Regions from separate parts of the Anas platyrhynchos genome. Here region 1 is linked to region 2. Evidence: chromatin contacts called from public Hi-C data. All regions are on one chromosome and are shown on one strand. Each heading gives the region's core, a stretch centred on a gene start, on an enhancer-like site or on the middle of the called end of the contact. The rest is flanking DNA. Distances are from core to core; before and after follow the strand shown. Region 1 holds the start of ATP6V1G3 (ATPase H+ transporting V1 subunit G3). Region 2 overlaps PTPRC (protein tyrosine phosphatase receptor type C).

The links. Hi-C and Micro-C count contacts between places; a contact is called where the count stands out from the background.
Region 1: a contact with region 2 is called in a Hi-C map of skeletal muscle, with 5 times the contacts expected there. The contact joins the promoter of ATP6V1G3 here to the enhancer-like site in region 2. A contact is called at or near these places in 2 of 8 Hi-C or Micro-C datasets (F5 follicle and skeletal muscle).

Annotation. Positions count from the first base shown.
Region 1 is chr8:14,007,121-14,010,413 of IASCAAS_PekinDuck_T2T, reverse strand. It overlaps ATP6V1G3 (ATPase H+ transporting V1 subunit G3), which reads right to left and starts at 1,368. Exons shown (of 3, transcript XM_005027310.6): 1 at 1,155-1,368. The coding sequence starts at 1,236. It also overlaps LOC106019440.
Region 2 is chr8:13,953,799-13,956,999 of IASCAAS_PekinDuck_T2T, reverse strand. The region is part of intron 2 of PTPRC (protein tyrosine phosphatase receptor type C); the gene reads left to right. Among named protein-coding and RNA genes, the nearest start is that of PTPRC, 26 kb to the left of the region's middle. Within about 2 kb of position 1,904, at least 2 of the 8 cell types and tissues checked have an H3K27ac peak or open chromatin away from gene starts, as enhancers often do.

The DNA of each region.
Region 1 (3,293 bases), core at 119-2,618, 54 kb before region 2:
AATAGTTTTTCTCTAGCTTCTATTTCTGCCTTAAAAACAAAATCTTTCATCATAGTCTCCTGCAGCACGTGATATCTTCATGCGTTTTAGTTGAGTTCAGAGGATGACGTTTCCTGCTGCTGGTTTCTAAATCAAGATCTCTCCATGAAACAGCGTTAACATTTCATGGCTAATGCAGGCCAGTGACTTGTGTGGTCGGTATCTACGCTCAGGAGACATTACGGTGACTATTTTGTATTAAGTCAATGAGAGAGAAATGCAGAAAATGAAGGAAATATATAACAGGAAGACTGACAGATGAATTGTTTCTTTTATTTAGATCATTAGCAGATTCAGCTACATTTTTTCCCATTTTATTGGGATGTTAATTTCCTTTTCTTATTTGTTGTTACTACTATTCGCTTAGATTTGACTAGAATAAAAAAGGTTGAATTTATTATTCTTGGGTATCTACACATACTTTACACTGGGCATTAGGCATTCAGCAAAAAAAGATGTTTATTTTAAAATTACCATTTGATCACTCAGTGATTGCTTATAATAAGACTTACAGCAATGACCACAGTCCTGACATTTCTTGGGATTGTGCTGTGGCTTTTACTATTATTATTACTCTGAAGTCTCCATTTGTTTCCATGTATTTCTTTTTGAAGCCCAGCTGAGATTAAAAGGCAAGTTACTGGTTTTCATAAGTAAAGAGGAACACTGAAAATATTATGTAAAGAGAAATACAGAGTTTGGAGTCTGGTTCTCCAGAGCTGGCAGCCAGAGGTGTGCAGGTTTCTCGTTTAAATGCCTAAAGAAGGATGTAATGACATTATTGGCATTGAGAAAAAGCAGTAATAAATCTAGCTGACAGGACGAACATAACAAAGAAAACCTTGTTCAGTGTGAAGAGGCACGTGCATGCACGCACACACAAGCACATGTGTGCACACGATTTGGAGCAAGCCGTGCACCAAAGGCTGGGATAAATGCCTGACTGCCGTCAGGGCACGGCACTGATGCGAGTGGGAGGAAAGTGGCACAGAAAAAGAATAGAAGCAGCCCATCTGTGCTGCGTACAGATGAAATAATGCCGGTTTTGCATGAGCCGCTGTATTTCTGAAGAGCTTACAGTAGAAAAAGACAGTAAAAACAGGCCAGATGCTTACTTTTTTTGGCTTCCTCCAGCTTGTCCTTGGCACGTTTTTCTGCCTGCAGAAGCTGCTGGATTCCCTGAGACTGGCTGGTCATGCTGGTTGCTGGGGCTGGTGCCCTTCTGCGGGGACTGGAGCTCGGGGGAGCTTTATACAGCTGCCAAACCCTTCCCTGTGTTTTCGGTCTGTCGGTTATTACAACAGCCTTCCAGATTGCACCAAACCAGCCTGCTCTGTCCGGATTGCTGCTGGGCACAAAGGGCTGCTGGTGGAACCAGAGAAATGCAGTGGCTGGGCTCACAGGGACGCTCCCTCCTCCTCAGGGTCACCGAAGCGTCCCATGAACACGTTGGGGAAGAGGAGAATAACGCTCCAAGTGGCTTGTAGTTTTACTGGGATTTTTAAAAATCTTCTAATGCTGAAGCAGAATGTGGTTAACCTTGTGAGAGGCGCTGGGGAAACACATAATTTTGTTTCTTGAAACTTGCTTTTAATAAAACTTCCCGTAACATGAGGAATCAGACTCGGGCAGTCCATGAACTGTTTTGATTGAACACACCGAACTGGTTGTAGGCTTTTGTTTGGTGTTACTTGAAGGTATTTTTTTTTTTTTTTTAATCAGGGACTACAGTTACAATAAGCGTGTGGTGGAAGAGGTGTGCTCCAAGCTGTAATCTCCCACGAGGCAGCTGAGTGTGGTGAGTGATAGCCGTGGGAGTCAGCGCTAAGCCCCAGGCTCCGGGATGGTGCAGCTCTTGGTCTAGGGCTTCCCCTCAAGCCCTGCTAACGTGTGCAGTGGTCAAACAAGCGTGTGCGTGGTGTAGGTGCACATCCTGTTCCCTAGGGTGGGCGCGTGTCTTGCGTGCCACTGCAAATGAGCAGCACGATCAGCTTGAATCCTAAAAAATAAAATAAATCTCACTGACAAAGGTACTTTGGGCATTACACGGGAGGGGAACATGTCAAAAATTGGGATGAGAATAGATCAAGCAAGCTGTGATGTCCTGTTTGCTTGCTGCAGGGCTCTTACCTGCCCCTTGTGAGGAAACGCGTGTTGCTGGTACGAAGGCTTTTTTCCTCCTAGTGGCTGCGGGCTTGAGGGAGAATGGGGGCAGAAACCTCTTGCCCTAATGCTGCCTTCAGCTGCATGCAGAATAAGAGTAGTACTAAGGCTTTGAGAAGTTAGTTTGTTTTCTGATCTGTGATATTGTGGAGTCAAATTCCAGCCAGGCTCAGTCTCAGCAAGATGCTCCCTTCTTACAGTGTGTTACTTGCCGGGCTTCTTCCTTCATCCAGAAACTGCGAGATGCCTCCCCCTGCCTAGCACTGACATCAGGGAACAGCTCTAGCTGCAAGAGAGCAGACATGGCACTATTTTTAGCGGGTTTTAAGGCATAGCTTTCAAGTTTATTTTATTTAGAAATAGAAAAGGAAGTGCTGATCAGTTGCACAGAAAAAGGGCAAGCTGCAGGGCTGGGAAGCCTGGTGTGCTGCTGGGGCTGAGCTCCAAGCCTGCTGACCGGCAAAGAAAAGCAGAAGTAGAAAACGAAAGTAAAAAGAGAAAAAAAAGCACAGATACTTGGTTTACTTGGGGCAGGAAACTTGGGCTCAGAACTTGAAAGCAAGTTACTTAAAAATTTAATAGGAAGCAGAGCAGAGATGTCGTCAGGCCTGTCACAGCCACCAGGAGCACATTCAAGGCAAAGGGTCTTGTCAGGCAAATCCCTGCGCTCCCAGCCCTGTACCGAACCTGCTGGCAAACGGGGTTGCTTTGGAGCCTCTGGACGTGTCAGGGGTGGAGCATGTCGATTCCTCAGAGCAGGTCTCAGTGCTGTAATTATGTTACCTGGACCCCAGTAATGATCTAGATTTTGTTATTTACAACCTGCTAATTTTAATATTTCACAGAAAATAGTTCTATGTGATGGATTTTTATGGAAAAATGGCACACCCTTGAACTGATTACTAAGTTACTCCACAGTTCAAAAATTCATATATTTCTCAAGCAGATCGTATGAGCTGCAGATGTCACACTCATGTATTTCCATGCTTTTCTTTTTTTTTTTTTTTTTTCTGAATCAAAGACTCTCAGTTTATAACTTGCCTTGTAGTCAGTTTTCAGGTCTTGGCTCCGTGTGAGCGGGCGGGGGCAGC
Region 2 (3,201 bases), core at 655-3,154:
ATCTTGTAAACACCTGGGACAAGTTTTCTGTTTTTTTTTTTTTTTTTTTTTTTTTTTTGTTTGTTTGTTTGTTTGTTTGTTTGTTTTGTTTGTTTCCTTTGTAAAACTATAAAGATTCTTTTCTGTTTTTCCATTATGTCTAAATGAAAACTTTGCAGGCATAACTTCTTGTACACAACCAGAGCATAGCACCAAGCAGTTATATTTGTGATCGACGAACACTGATATTCCTGCATTATAAATAAAATTAAATTAGTAGAAAGCAACCTTGCCCTGAAAGTTAGTCTCCCAGCTAAAATTCTTTATTGGCTCTGAATACAATATGCTTCTAAAGTTTTTAAAAATAAAATTAAATTAAAGGAAATGTTATTGTGTCTTTTCACAGCCTACGAGCTTTCTTTCCATTTTTGATTGTACTTTGATCCTATTTTGTAGGAGAGCTGCGTGTTTGCATCCAGGTGATGCCAGTTGGAGACATAAATGTTCAGAGCACCTGAAAATTATTTGTTTATCTCTGTAAGCTACACTCCTCCCTCAGAACCCCTAGGACAGTTAGCCACATTATATTTATTTGAGTCTTTAATTCAACAACTGATTAGAGAAAAATATTATTACGTAGAGTAAAAGCTCATAGGTGGGTATCATTTCTTGAAAGAAGTGTTCATTTATTTTTAAAAATTTCTAGCTGCACTTTTTTTGAAATTCACTGATTAAAACTCACAGATTTCACCTCACTGAAATAATCCTTGTAGATACAGAGCTGTTGATCGAAGTACTTCCTGCTAACAGACCTATACCAAAGGGGAGATTTATGATTTTGATAGATTTTAGATTATCAGTGGCTCAAATGCTGCAATTCTTACAGTATGTATTTAAACTGTTTATGGTTTATCATTTGAGCTGACTAGAGAGAGTTTAGAGAAACATTTCCAGGACCCATTCTTTTTTTTATTGCTGGCAAAATTATGTAAAAAGCAATTTGTAGTCAGGAAGATGTCTGCAATACAGCAATACACTTTTACCATGAAGCAGCTCAGAGGTGGATAGAGAACTAAGTCAGGTATTTAAATAAGCCAAGGTCCAATGAGATAGTCCAAGATAAAGAAGTTTGCCCTTAGCTCGCACTCTCTCCAGTAGTCAGCCAGTTCTCAGTTGCAGATTCTTTTTGTGGTCAGAAATCTTGGGAACTGATCTGCCTTCAACTCTGCTGAATACATAGAACTAGCAGAGGAGGCAATTGCAAAAACATGGGCACAGAAATTGAGAAGAGAGTGTAATTGTTGCAAGTCCTTCCTTTCTTTTGTTTGCCACAAACAATATGCACTCAGCAATTCCAAAACCAGCCTGTCTGTATCATAAGCTGATAGTTTGGATCAAGTGTTTCTTTCTGCTCATGGTAGATTTGGAGCTAGAAGAGTTATACCTGAGGTTAGGTACTGCTGCTTGACATAATGGTAAGTTTAGCAGATGTACTCTGGCTCTTGGCTCTGCACATGCACAAACACTGAAAATATACAAAAGGCAAAGCAGCATTAGCACATTTTTTCTTTTGTATGTATCACGAAATTACCAAGCAAGTATGACAGCCAATCTTACATTCCTCATGTATAGGTGTTTCTTAGTGGCTGTGGATGGTAGCCAACGTTTCACAGCTGAATTAACTGTTACATCAGGATTTGATGTTCTCCCCTCTTGCAGACAGTTCACATCATTACACATTCTCCCTGCAAAGCAGCCTTGAGTATCATATTAATGAATTTGTACAACTAAAAATAATTATAAATGCAAATTTGGTGAAAAGGAGTTTAATAGGGAAATTTCATGACTGCACTAGAGAAGTTGTGGTTTAGCACTGAGATAGGTCTGATTGCTTGAGCATGTGGGTGCTATGGTAACACAGTTTCACCATTTGGAAGTGCTTAAGCTCTAAACCACAGTATGCTGCACCCTCTTCCTTTTGAGTAGGGTTCTGTAGAAGAAAAACAGAAGTAAACAGCATGAGAGAAACCACAGAGCAGCAAAGGCGTTGTTAGCTGTAGTTGAACAAGTGGGTTACTGTAGTTAAAGTATTCCTATGAAGACTGAGGATGTCATTTAAAATGCAGTGCAATTGATAGGAATGCCTTTCTTCTGCTTGATAAATTCTTGATATTTCTAGGTATTTATTTTGAGTTTGCAAGATGTGTGTACTTGGCAAAATGAATTTGAATTGCTGCCTTTGGTTCATGTTCTACTCCAGGTTTATGGTTTCGTGAAATTCCAGTTCTCGTTCATAACAAATGTTGCTTCCATGAATGTGATATTTCTTGAGGGAAATTTCTGTTTTTCTCTGCATTTTTATTTTTCTGTGGGAAAATTAAACTCTTGCATTGTATAAGTGGAATCAGAAAATTCTGGTTTTGAAATTATTTTTGAAATATAATTTCAGGTTAGCTGAGAAAATATTTCAGCATTCGTAAGCTTTTCTTCTTATTGTTTCCTTAAGACAGGCTCTGTATAATAGCAGAGTGGACAAACTTTGATGTTTGTCCTTCCCCCTCTTTCCTAAGTCTGCAACATTGCGGAACACAGCATTGTGTTCTTGTATCTGCCAGCGATAAGTTTTTCTTAATTCCATCTCCTGCCCTCATACTAGTTTTCTGGCCAGTTTGAATTCATTGCCTTCCCTAATGCTCTAACTGCTGCTGAGCTCTTCTAGTTGGCTCCGAAACTCCCATCCTGGAAGATGGACAGCAAGAAGTGCATAGGTGTTGGCAAGCAAGAAAAAACATTAATTTTAAAGGTTGATTTTCATTAAAAATACAGTCCTATGTCCTATTACATTGAGTTGTAGTGTAGGCCTGTGCTTATTCCTGAGACACGGTTTGCAGAAAGACTCCGCCTTTCGTGATGGAATTCAGGTGGGAGCAAAGGTTCCCTGGGTCTTGGGAAGGACAAAGCCAGGTCTCCTCCGAGGGATACTCGTGCTAGGAAAGAGTGGCGGGATCAGGTTCTTAAACTGTGATTGCAGTGTGTTAAGGAGTCACGTTGGGGACAATTATTAATGGACTTGTGTGACAGGAAACGTTTTGACAAACTCACACTGGAACTGTTTATTTCAATTATAATTTTGGAGAATTAGAATGAGCACTTACAGCCTGGTGCCAAATGGAGACAATTGGCTTTTCTCAATCAAATCATTTCAGAACTTCTGTTAGATTA